Regions from separate parts of the Mus musculus genome. Here region 1 is linked to region 2. The links are chromatin contacts, called in public Hi-C maps. All regions are on one chromosome and are shown on one strand. The core of a region is the stretch at or near the end of the contact, and the rest is flanking DNA. Distances in the headings are between cores, read along the strand shown.

What was found. Hi-C and Micro-C count contacts between places; a contact is called where the count stands out from the background.
Region 1: a contact with region 2 is called in a Hi-C map of myocytes, with 4 times the contacts expected there. The contact joins two enhancer-like sites. A contact is called at or near these places in 8 of 484 Hi-C or Micro-C datasets (the N1E-115 cell line, adipose-derived mesenchymal stem cells, muscle stem cells and 5 more).

Annotation. Positions count from the first base shown.
Region 1 is chr9:101,499,588-101,505,538 of GRCm38.p6, forward strand. No RefSeq gene overlaps it. Among named protein-coding and RNA genes, the nearest start is that of Gm24638, 110 kb to the left of the region's middle. Within about 2 kb of position 2,259, at least 19 of the 459 cell types and tissues checked have an H3K27ac peak or open chromatin away from gene starts, as enhancers often do. A contact at or near this core is called in muscle stem cells and myocytes, where this site is marked.
Region 2 is chr9:101,179,960-101,186,402 of GRCm38.p6, forward strand. It overlaps Ppp2r3a (protein phosphatase 2, regulatory subunit B'', alpha), which reads right to left. Exons shown (of 14, transcript NM_001161362.3): 4 at 5,974-6,077; 5 at 376-478. Among named protein-coding and RNA genes, the nearest start is that of Gm24338, 40 kb to the right of the region's middle. Within about 2 kb of position 2,187, at least 48 of the 459 cell types and tissues checked have an H3K27ac peak or open chromatin away from gene starts, as enhancers often do. A contact at or near this core is called in muscle stem cells and myocytes, where this site is marked.

The DNA of each region.
Region 1 (5,951 bases), core at 1,009-3,508, 320 kb after region 2:
GTAATTAGATGAGGCAGAAGCCATTGAGCCTGCAGGAAATCTATTTACCCCATCTGGTCACTGGATGATGAAAATTAGCTGTTCCTGATATGACTTTTGTGATAATAATTAGCAACTATGATGCAGGACCTGGGGAGGTCTATCAATTTTTCCAATTTGTGGAGTTTGGTAAAGTAAAATTGAGACTGTGAGAGGGCTGGGTGTGTGGTGCTGTCTGTAACTCCAGTATCTGGGAGGCTGATCTTGAACTCGAGGCTCCCAGAGCTGCATGGAAGACCCAAGGACTCAAAGAAAGAAAACTTATACAGTATTAGAATGATATATATGATATATACCCTTGGGGTGGGGAAGGCTTTCTAAAACGAGCCACAGAGCATTATAACTTCAAGAGGAAAACATTGACATATTTAATGAAATAGTTATTTAAAAACTTTAAATGTTGTATGTTAAAATGTTAAAAGTCAAATATTGAAAGATGCACACATGGATACATGCCCACCCCATCTCTCTCTCTCTCTCTCTCTCTCTCTCTCACACACACACACACACACACACACACACACACACACACACACACACACACACAATATTTGTAAAGAGCAAAAAGAAAAGGGCTCTTAGTCATTAAAAAAGAATACAAAGACAAAAGCCACACCTGTGCAAGCAAAAATGAGAAGCAAACATTTGAAAAGATGGATAGCCTTGTTGGAATCAGAAAAATGCAAATTGAATAAATGCAATGCCATCAATGGAATGGCAAAACAAAGCAAGAAAGATTTCCAAGGCTTATATGGGTGTGTGGATGCTTCTTTGTCTACTGTTTGTAAAATGTGAATAGTTATACATTGGGGAGAAATTTTACATACATACATACATACATACATACATACATACATACATACACACATAGACACACACACACACACATGCACACATGCACATATTCTTTAACCTGATAATCAGTGTAATAAAGATGCTGAACTCTATGAAGCACACAACACAAGGTAGCAGTTGTAGTAGTGAGTGGGAACACTCAGATGGCCAGTTAGGCTTGCACATGCCCATCACTTCATGGTGACTGAGTAACTACATTTATAGTGGAGAATAGGAAGATATTATAAATCTACTTAAAAAGAATGGCTTGGGTTTATATTACTGGCTTGAAAGCATCTACATTACAGAGGAAATGAATTGAATATTGTTGATATTCAGAAGAAGTAATGAAGACAAACACCCCAGGCTACTGACATTGGTTATATTAGAGCAGGGGTGAGATAGAGAGCAGGAGGAAGCTATTGATTGAATATTTAATGCATTTATGCTTTGTTGGATTGTCATAGATAGTATATTTATGACCAATAATTTAATTGGAGTATAAGAGAAGTTACAAAAAGTGTGTGTGTGTGTGGGGGGGGGGGAGTATTGAGGAGAAGGGAGAAAGAAAAGAAATGGAAAGAGAAAAGAAAGAGTGTTCATTGGCCCTTTAGCCAGCTGTGGTGTTCACAGCTGCAACCCTAGCTAAGAACTGTGGTGAGTTTGACTCCACCTTGGACTGCATTGTGGTTTCCAGCTCAGTATGGACTACAGTATAAAAGATTTTGTCTTAAGCAATCCCAAACCAATCTCATTTTTGACTCCAGACTTCACTGAAGAAAACCAAAGCAAATTTTCCAGCCACAGTCAAAAGCTTGAGTAACAGCACTCGAGGCTTACAGAAATGCTGCCGTGGAGTTTGTGGTCTTCAGTCTGACAGTGATTTTCTTGTGAGTCATGGATGCGGTCTTTTTGGGTCAGTGTTCCCTGGGATGGTAGTTAGCCTTTTGCTAGTCTCTTGAAGAATTTGTGCCTTCCATTTTTGTTTTACGTCTTAAGAGTCTTGCTTGTTAGAGGATTATGTGAGATCTTGATTGTACGAAAGAAAATAAAATAGACGATAAGACAGACTGAGAACGGGGGAAATAACAACTATCATTTGTGTCTGTTGGTAATCTGAAGGTTGCTGTACTTCATCTTCAGATGGAGAGAGTCATGAAAGATTGATTTAACCACATTCCTCTTAAGGTCAGAGGGGTTGAGACAATCATTTGCTCTGCCGGGCTCTTCCTAGGCTCCCAGATCCTCTTATTTATTTCTCTCTACTCCTGAGCCAACCGTTGGGCTGCTATAGAGCCTTCCAGTCGGTTCCCAGAGTCTGAAGCCATTTTCAACAACACCATCCATCTCTTCCCCCTGCAAGTGGCATTATCTCCACATCCTTAGTGATGAGTCATCTCCTCCCTCTTTTTATCACTCTATGCTGCACACGTGTGGTTCCCAACACCCTGATAATGTTCTTGCTGGTTTCTCCCAACGTGAAATAACAGATAACCATGTTCCCTGTGCTGCCGATGGCCTCATTGTGCACCCAGATAACCAGGAAAGGGTATCCAGTCTCCTTGCTGGCTGTGATTAAGATCTCCCTGGCAAAGATACAAGTGAGATTGCTTTTATAAAATAATATCGGAGCTCATCTCATTTTACTCGGCTCAAATAGCAGCTAGCATCGTTTCTTGGGGCCCTCCCCTCTTCCAATCTGTACCGGCTTTTCAAACACGTATGCCGCCACCTGCCCTGCTAGTGAGATAAGAATAAAAGTATTAGATGGCATATTAAATTGTGCAGCGTTTTTCATATTACTCATACAAATGAGATAACAGCTGCAGGATAGTTTGTTTCGTTCTTGGCAGAACTCCCAATCGTGGTGCTGTTGAAACAAGGCTAGCCTGACATCTCCGTGGTGTGGGCACATGTTTGTGGCTCTCATTCAGCAGTGTCAGGAGGCTCCTTTCCCCACAGTTCCCCTGCTCGGCCTGCTCAAGGTGAATTAATAAGGGATACATCCTTTCTTTCCAACAGAATTGAGGCTTGATGTGACGATAACTAAATGGAGTAACCCACAGAGTTTTCCCCATGTTTTAGTTAGCAAAATCCTGCCTTTTAATGAGATTTTTTTTGTTGCGTCCAAGTAGCATCAGTAATATTACCTAATATTTACATTTAAATTAATTTTAATGACCCGTTTTAGCCCTATTTTAACTAATACTGAAAGAACCACAAGGCTGTTTTTGTTTGATATCTAATTAACACTGATGTGATTATAGCCATTAATATTATTTTCTGTGCATCACAGAGAAAATAATTTCCACATGTTTTCATTTAGAAATACCAGAAGAGTAGTTCTCACTAGAGTGTACACTGCAAGAATAGTTTGTTGTCAGCTGTATTTGAGGGAGGGGTGGCTCTGTGTTCAAAGAAGTTGTGAAGGATAATCTGGACGTTAACAAAACTTAGAAAAGAGCTATTGAAGAGGAATAAGGAGTGTTGTTCATTCCAGCCAGGCTTCCATGAGGACAAAGGAGCCAAGGATGTCTTGTCACTTTTGTCAGTAGGATCTGGGGCGAGAGAGATGGCTGAATACTGGGTGTGACCCTGGGCCTTGGTACACATGACAACAAGATGTTCTAGGTTCTTGACACTCACTCCACAGCAAGTGCTAATCTGGGGTCTGACCAGAATTTCGAAGGAGAGGAAAGGATGGCAGAAAATGTCAGGTGCCAAGTGTAGCATAGTTCGACTTCTCACCTAGACCACTGACTGTGTCTGCCTCAGTGAAGTGCCTTGAGTATGAAAGAGTTTTACCTGCACACACAAAGCCAGAAAATAATCAAATAAATAAGGCTGAGGATGTGGGGCTAAAATGCTGTGCTTTACAGGTAGCAGAGGCCCCTGACAGCTGTCGAAGAGACTTCTGCTTCAGACTTCTGCAGTAGCTTAAAATCCTAGGCTTCTGAGAGATCTTAAGAACAATATTAACCTCTTCCTTCCCTCTCAGTCTCTAGCTCTACACTGGAGGTGATGACCTGGCTAGCTCCATTACCATAAACCATTAGCGTTTTAGCATCCTACAATTGGGTTGACCGTCTCAAACATGGCTCCAGATGCTTTAACCATGTGGCTGGCGTCTTCTTCCGGAATCCTGGGTGCGTATGGAGCTGTGTAAGACACATGGTGGGTGATAGGCAGGCAGACAGGAAGGAGTTAATCTCCCAGTCAACCATGATTTAGTGGGGGCCTGCCAAACCTCAAGGCTGAGTCTGGGAGCACCATGAGGGAGCAGTTAATCAGATTTCCATGTCCAGGTGTGGATGGCTTGACTGGTGACCAACGATTGAACCAACTGTCCGGGACCAGCTCATGTGTACTAGTCCAGGCCCAGGAGACAACCATCAATTCTTTTTCATCCTTTAATCCACACATGCATGCTACTAACAACAACACAGCAAAAGCGAGTAGGGACTGTTATCGTATTCTGCCTTGAGAAAGCAGGAAGTTACCCCAGTGTTTGGGAAGCATTTTGCTCAGTCCAGATACTGACTGGCTCACATCTCTCCAAGTTAGCTTTTGTCTCCATCCTGTATACCCATTAGTCTTAATTTCCACAAGGCTGCTCATTGCTTTGATCTCTAGAACTCACCGGTTGTACCTGTGGCCATTGGCCACCTCCCTAGCTCTCTCTGTGTCTGATTCTGCCATGGTTCCTTCTTCTTCATTAATAGAAGCAGAAGAAGTATTTAAGGAGTATACACTTTTGGATTGAGTTCAATGGAGTAGTCTTCCTTCTGACATCTTAAACCTAAACCGTTCCTTTTTCTCTGCCTACTAAAGCAGAGGCAGGGGAAGGAAGAAAGAAAGAAACAAGAGGGGAAGAAGAAAGAAGACATGTCTTTATTTTTCACTGGTGTTCAATATCCTCCCAATTAAGAACAAAAGTTGGGCGACTGGGAGATGTCTCAGGGGTAACGAGTTTGCTGTATAAAAATGAGGACCTGGGTTTGCATAATTAACCCTACACGAAAAGCTAGGTGTGGCATTGCATGTCTGCACTTTCTGTACTGGGGAGGAGGAGATGAGGGTCTCTGGGGTTTGCTGACTAGGTGGTCTAGGAAATGAGGAAGCTCTATGTTTAATAAGAGAAGAATCTGTCTGAAAAAAAATAAAAGAAAGAAAAGAAAAAGAAGGTGTCAGATAAGGCCATTATCTTACATCAATGGGAGGGATGAGGCCCTTGGTCCTATGGAGGCTTGATGCCCCAGCATAGGGGGATGCTGGAGCAGTGAGGCAGGAGTGGGTGAGTGGGTGGAGGAGCACCCTCATAGAAGCAAAGAGGAGTGGGGAGAGGGATGATGAGATGGGTTTTGGACGGGTAACCAGGAAGGGGAATATCCTTTGAAATGTAAACAAATAAAATGATTTTTTAAAAAGCTGAAGAATAATTGAGAAACGTACCCAACATTAATCTCTTAGTGTGTTTTAATTCTGAGACATAGGGTGAGCCTACTCTGTAAACACAAATATGTGGCCACCTGATCATTGATGACTCTGCATGAAGCTTAAAATCTCAAAGGCCGTCCTACTCATAAAAAGCAGACTGGAAAATGGTGTCCACTGGTCATTTCTTAAGAGTTTTGGATAGGATAAAAAAAAATCAGGTGAAAAATTGAATTCCCAGGCCTGAAGTACCTAGAAGGATATATTCCAAACTTATATTACTTGTCTGGTGTGAAAGATCCAAACTGAGAATTTATCATAACCTGGTCAAGGACCATTGAAACCCTACAGGTTCCAGGATACACAAATGTAAAACTCCTCAGCAGAAATTCCTTTATAATCCAGGGCACTCGGGATTCCAGAGACCTGATACTCCCAAGGAAGAGGAGCTTACAGACAAACCCCGTGAATCAAACCACCAGACACCAGAGCCAGGAGACATCACAAAGAGGGATTCTCATTTGCAAGCAGGAGTGTAAAATAGTAAAATTGCACTTGAGAGCAATGTGGCAGTAGCTGGCACATCAGAACGTGAGCAAACACCACAGCTAGCAAGTACAGGCATAGGTACATGCTCTAGAAAG
Region 2 (6,443 bases), core at 937-3,436:
GTTTTGTTTTAGATTCCATCTAACAAGATTTTTTTACTACTAAAACAATTTGAAAACCATTCTTAACAATCTGGCTTCTAGATGTATGTAGCTCAGTTGCATAGTTACACTTTAAAATGAAAAATTATAGTTATACTTTACAAGTATAGATATACTTTAAAATGAAAAAAAATCACCATAAGGTATATGGTGGTATATACCTTAATCCTAGCATTTGGGATTAAGAGTTTGATGTTAGCACTGGCTATACAGTAAGACGCCGTTATTAACAAACAAAAAATTTCAGAAACAACCAGCCAAAGAAACAAACAAAAAACCCCCTTTCATACTCCAAAAATAAATTCCATTTTTAAAAGGTACAAAAAAAAATATCACCTGAAGTAAAGGGATAAAATCCTCTTGTTCTAGATAGCTGCAGCTGGGCTTTGCCAGAAGCCAGATGAACTTGGCAGCATCGTCATGACGGTTACTTAGCAACCTACAAAAGAAACACTGGTTAGGAAGATCTGGTGCTCAGAACATACAATGACTACACACTTACAGGCTGGTAATTTTAGGCTGACTTGGGTGCTATTTAGATTAAGAATCAAATGTTCTTTGTCTTTTCATTTTCAGTGCTGGGAATTAAAGGGTAAGCTTTGTGCAAGTCCCCTACTACTGTTACCCCTGACCATGGCTTCCATGCTTCTGGTTTTTGTCAAAGGAGTGTCAATTACAGGATGGTGAACTTTTCTTCTGGGATGTTTTTGAGACCGAGACCATGGGGTGAAACTAACTGATAAAGGTAAATGTGTTATTAGGGAGAAGGCTCATTCAGTTAAGCCTCACGGGGCTTTAAACTCTGACTTTTAAAGAACAAGCTTCGGGACGAAGCCCTCTGTCACGTGTTCTGACTTTCTAGAATTCCTCACCTCCAACCATAGTTCCATAGACCCTGACAGAAAAGTCAAAGCACTGAAAAAGCAAAACAACTACTTTTTCCTGGACTTTGTTTTTTATGTTTGTTAGTTTTTGTAAAAATGGTGGTGCTAAGCCAGGCAGAGGTGGCACATGACTTTAATGCCAACACTTGGGAGGCAGAACTAGGGCAATCTTGGTGAGTTTGAGGCCAGCCTGGACTACAGAACTAGTTCCAGGACAGCTAGTTCCAGGACAGAAACCGTGTCTTGAAAACAAAACCCAGAACAATAACAATAGGGAAAAGGGTGCTACTCAGACTTTGTTTTCTGGGTTTGAAACTTTGGGGTCATTTAATTTTTTCTTATCATCTATATCTAATTATTAACTCCAGATTTTCTGATTTTCCTTCATTAATCAAATTGATTATTGAATGCAAACTGTATGTCAGGTATTTTATCTGGCCTTGAATGGGTTTGGATAAAAGAAAATGAGATAGTTTTATTCCCTATAAGGAATGTACAGTTCAGTGTTTGGTTTCCAACAGAATCATACGACTGTGGAACCACTGCGGTATTGAGTAATGAGTACAGCTGTCATGAAAGCACAGAGCAGGCCCGTGAGATTTCCAGCAGAGAAAAATAGGAAAGAAAGAAGTGTTGTGGTGAGGAGGGCCGCATGCACAGATGCCTGGTGAGAGAGTCATTACAGCGTCTGGGCAACACCCAGTGCAGAGCTCGTAAGAGGAGGGGAGAATTTAAGGTGCTTGTTCTAAATCCAGCCCAAAGGCACTCTGACAGCAGGGAAATGATTTCCTTATGCTTAGGACTTCACTATTCAACTTCAAATTCTATACAGCTCTCACTAACAGAGTAAGCCAGGATGCATGTGTCTATGTCAAAATATTGTAATTCTATATTATCACCTTCTAGTTATTCTTTGTGCTTGAATACTTTTTGGTCTTAAAATATGGTATCTTATATTGCAGCCCACACTATGCAGGAATTCATAGCAATCTTCTTACATCAGCTTTCAAAGTGCGGGGATTACAGGCATGAACCCTTATGCTTGGCTTAAACATTTTATATAAAATACTCAAACTGCTTGCTATGAAGGGTGAAAATCACAAAAAACTTCAAAAACTCAAATCCCATTCCTAGGGATGGTAACTCAAACCATCATTCACTCACTCAGTGTTCCTAAATACTCACCCTTGAGCCTGCCTTACAGAATCTGACTTTTAAATGGCATTTAAGAGGAGGTCCCACTAGAGGGCGCCCACACCATTTTAGTAACTGACAGTGTACACTCATTCAGTAGGACTTTCCCACCGAGGGATTGGAATGCTGCTGGTGCCCTGTAACTCCCTTGGTGAGCAGTTTCTGCAGACTTGCCCATCATGACTTTCTGTTCCTTTACTCTTCTGCAGAAGTTGCTTTCCCTCAGAGATGGCAGCTCATTTCAATGGATGGATGTGACTGCGGGGGCCATTACTGCTGTGCTGCTCTGTCTACCCTCTCAGAGACAGTCTCAATTAAAAGCTGGCTGCGACTTTCCCAGTAAACATGTAAATCTAACTAGACACAAGTTGTGCTTTGCTATAGTCAGCCTCCGTTACTCATGCTGTCCTGGAATATTAAAAATATAATATCAACAGATTCTGTTTAGATATGATATCTCTTCTGCTAGACTGTTTCCTATTTATTTTTAATCTCCAGTTTGTTTACAGTTTGCTCTTAATCAACACTCACATCTTGCCTTTTTCCTAGACTGCTAGGTAGTTTTTGGCTAACAATACTGAGCTCACTGACTAAAGAGGCCTCTGACAAGGGCCATGTGGGTTATTTAACCCTTTACATTCTAGTTCATGTTACAGATGAGGACTTCTCAGGGCCAGGCATCTACCTGGATAGATAGTTGAAAGAAGAAAGGAAGAGAGTTGAAGAAGCCCAATCATCTATAAATTTAAATTCTTAAATCTTACTACTGGTTTTTACTGGTTTTATATTCTAATTAAACCCAAAATTCTCAGTTCAAATTCTGATTTTGCTACTGGGAAAGGAGTAGACGAAGCTGAGTTCTCTGTGATGTTTGTCTGTTTTTATGAAAGTCTGTCTATAGCCCTGGCTGGCCTGGGACGTGTTATGTAGACTGTGATGGGGGTTCCTACTATTCAGGCCTTAGGATCTTTTCCTGTTCCGTGTTCTAGATTTGGAGACTACCAAGGGAGAAGTTGGGAGGCAGGGTAGAAATGATATAAATATAGTACTCATGTATAAAATTCTCAAAATAATTTTATTAAATAAGAAAAAAACCACCCCAAGGGCAAATGCTTTTTCCTCTGTCAGTGCATGCTGCTCATTAGTACTTTTTTTTTGTCTTTCCTTTCTTTGTGCTACTTCTGGTTTTTTGGGGGGGAGGGGTTAGAGACAGGGTTTCTCTGTATAGCCCCGGCTGTCCTGGAACTCACTCTGTAGACCAGGATGGCCTGGAACTCAGAAATTCGCCTGCCTCTGCCTCCCAAGTGCTGGGACTCAAGATGTGCACCACTAGCTTTGAAGAAGTCTCTTACTTTTCCTCTCGCTGTAGTGTTGTCCAGTTGGTGTAGATTCCCCTAAGGCTCTTCAATTCCTTGGTATCTGAACAACTCAGAACCAATCCAGAAATACACTGGGACAATAGGAAGTACTTGTAACCTTTGGCTTGGGTGGAGTTCTGTAAAGAAGTATACTAACTGATAGTGTCTTGCATACCCTTACCACTTCAGTCCTAATACAATAAAGAATGTGATTTACTGTTGGAAATTTTAAGACCAGGAATGCATTTATTAATCATTTGTTTTCAAATATCACAACTAAGATCCTTTGAGGAGTATGAAGGAATTAGAAGGATCCTCTAAGTTTAATTCTACTGATATTATGTGTGTGTTTTAAATAGTAAGTAAATAGTATTTCCATTTTACTAGGAGGAAAGGTATGTAGGCCAGAAAAAGCAAGAAGAATATGTACAAAGAAGGCTTATTAGTTAAAAGGGGAGATTGACTGTGCTGGCTAGACTTATGTTAGACACAGAAACTAGAGTCATCTGAAAGGAGGGAACCTTGATGGAGAAGAGGACTCCACAAGGTCCAGCTGTAAGGCATTTTCCATGTAAGGCCCAGCCCACTGTGGGTGGTTCCATTCCTAGGCTGGTGGTCCTGGGTTCTATCAGAAAGCAGATTGAGCAATCCATGGAGAGCAAGCCAGTAAGGAGTACCCCTCCACGGTCTCTGCATTAGCTCCTGTCCCCAGGTTCCTGCCCTGCTTGAGTTCTTAACTTCCTTCTATGATGAATAGCAGTATGGACCTTTCCTCCCCAAATTGCTTTTTAGTTATGGTGTTTCATCACAGCAGTAGAAACCCTAACTAAGTCACTGGCTCTAAGCTCCTAAATTAGCAGTTCTTAGTCTGTGGGTCAGGACTACTTTGTGTGCTTGTGGAAGTCACATATTAGATATCCTGCATATTAGATATTTATATTATGGTTCATAACAGTAGCAAAATAAGTTATGACATAGCACTGAAATAATTTTATGACTGGAGGTCAACAAAACTCAAAGAACTGTATTCAAAGGTCACAACATTAGAAAGGTTGAGAACCGACTCTCCTATGTAGTGTTTTAAGAAATAACACCTAGGGAACAAAACACAGCTCTGCTGATGGAGTGTTTGCCAGCATGTACAAAGCCTTGGAGTCAGTCCTCAGCCCTGCACCCACCTGGTGTCGTAGTAACACACACCTGTCAAGTCCTCAACGTGAGAAATGGAAGCAGGAAGGTCAGAAGGTCTGAGTCATCACTAGTGAGTATGAGCCCAGCCTGTGTTACATAAGACAGAGGTAGGTAGATCTTTGTGAATCCCAGGCCTGCTTGGTCTACAAAGACGGCTCCATGACAGCCAGGGCAGCTACACAGAGAACCCCCATGTAGAAAAGCCATATATCTATATTCTGTAAGAATGCAAGGATTTTGATAAATCAACTCGATACAATTTTCCATTGGATATTTAAGACTGTATGTATATTTTTCTTTTTAAAATTTATTCTGGAGTGTGTGTGTATGTGTGTTGGGGTGGGGAGGAGAGAACAGTGCACTCACAGGGATGTGCAGGCACAGTGCATGTGTGCTGTGCTGGCCAGAGGACATGCACTTTCTACCTCTTTACAACTCTTTATTCATTTAAAGCAGCATCTGTCACTGAACCTGAAGTTTCCATAAGACTGGGTGGCAAATGAGATCCTGCTATCTCTGTTTCTGTGTCTCATGCTTGGGTTACAGGTACATACAACCATTCCTGGATTTTTATGTGGGTGCTAGGGATTTGAACTTAAGTCCTCATATTTGCACTCTTATCCATAGAATCACCTCTCTAGCCTGCAGGAATGCTTTTCTTGTGATACACATGGTTCTGCCCTTCAAAGAGAATCTTTATTTACTTCTATCATTACTATTGGATTTAAATGCTTACTCTTTACTTTTATAGGTAAAACCAAGAAAAAAAACTGCCAAAAATAGCTATTTAAAAGTATTTCGGCAGATTTGCTTTACTGTTTAAAGATACAGTATTAAAAACTAGAAAAAAATTATGTGTACTGGTGTTCTGTTTGTATGTACCACATGCATGCCTGGTACCTGAGGAGGCAAGAACTAGAGATACAGAAGGCTCAGTCATGTGGATGCTAGGAATCACCCTAAGGTCATTGCCCCTAAGATCAGCAGTGCTATCAACTTCTCAGCCATCTCTCTAGCCCTGTTCTTGAGACAGGGTCTTAGTAGATAGCCCTGGCTAGCCTGGAATACCTATGTAGACCAGGCTGGATTCAAACTCACAGATCTGCTTGCCTCTGCCTACCCAGTGGTAAGATTACAGGAATGTGTCATCATACCTGGAATTATTTAAAGGCATAAAAGACAAAGTCTTGTGCAGAGAACTTGTACGTGTAAGATACAAAGAAAATGAATAAGCTAATAGGATAAATACCATTAATAAGGACCACACAATTTGTTGCTAGCCTCAGAATGACTGCTCACATACTTACTTTTTCCACATGGCAATGAATGACTGTGCTGTCACAAATCCAGTCTTCTCTCCTCCTGCAGCCCTGAACATGGGGGCTTTCCAATAGAGTGGACAGCCACAGACCTGCAAACAACACCAATTAGACAGAGTAAGCTAAGGGAAGGGAAGAGATGGCATGGCCAGAAGAGACATGGACATTACCTGTCATGCCAGAGTAGATAGAAGGCTGTTGTGGCCAAAGAGAGAGAGGGAGAAGGAGGGAGAGTGGAAGAACAAAATAGAGGGCTACATGTTTAGGGAAGCAAGTGGAGAGACATTTCTTTTTTCCAAAGTGATTCACTTACCATTAATAGTTGCAAAAACTCAGCGTCTCTTCCTGCTACTCTTTATTTATTTATTTAATTTACTTTTTTTAGACAGGGTTTCTTTGTGTAGCCCTGGCTGTCCTGGAACTCACTCTGTAGACCAGGCTGGCCTCGAACTCAGAAA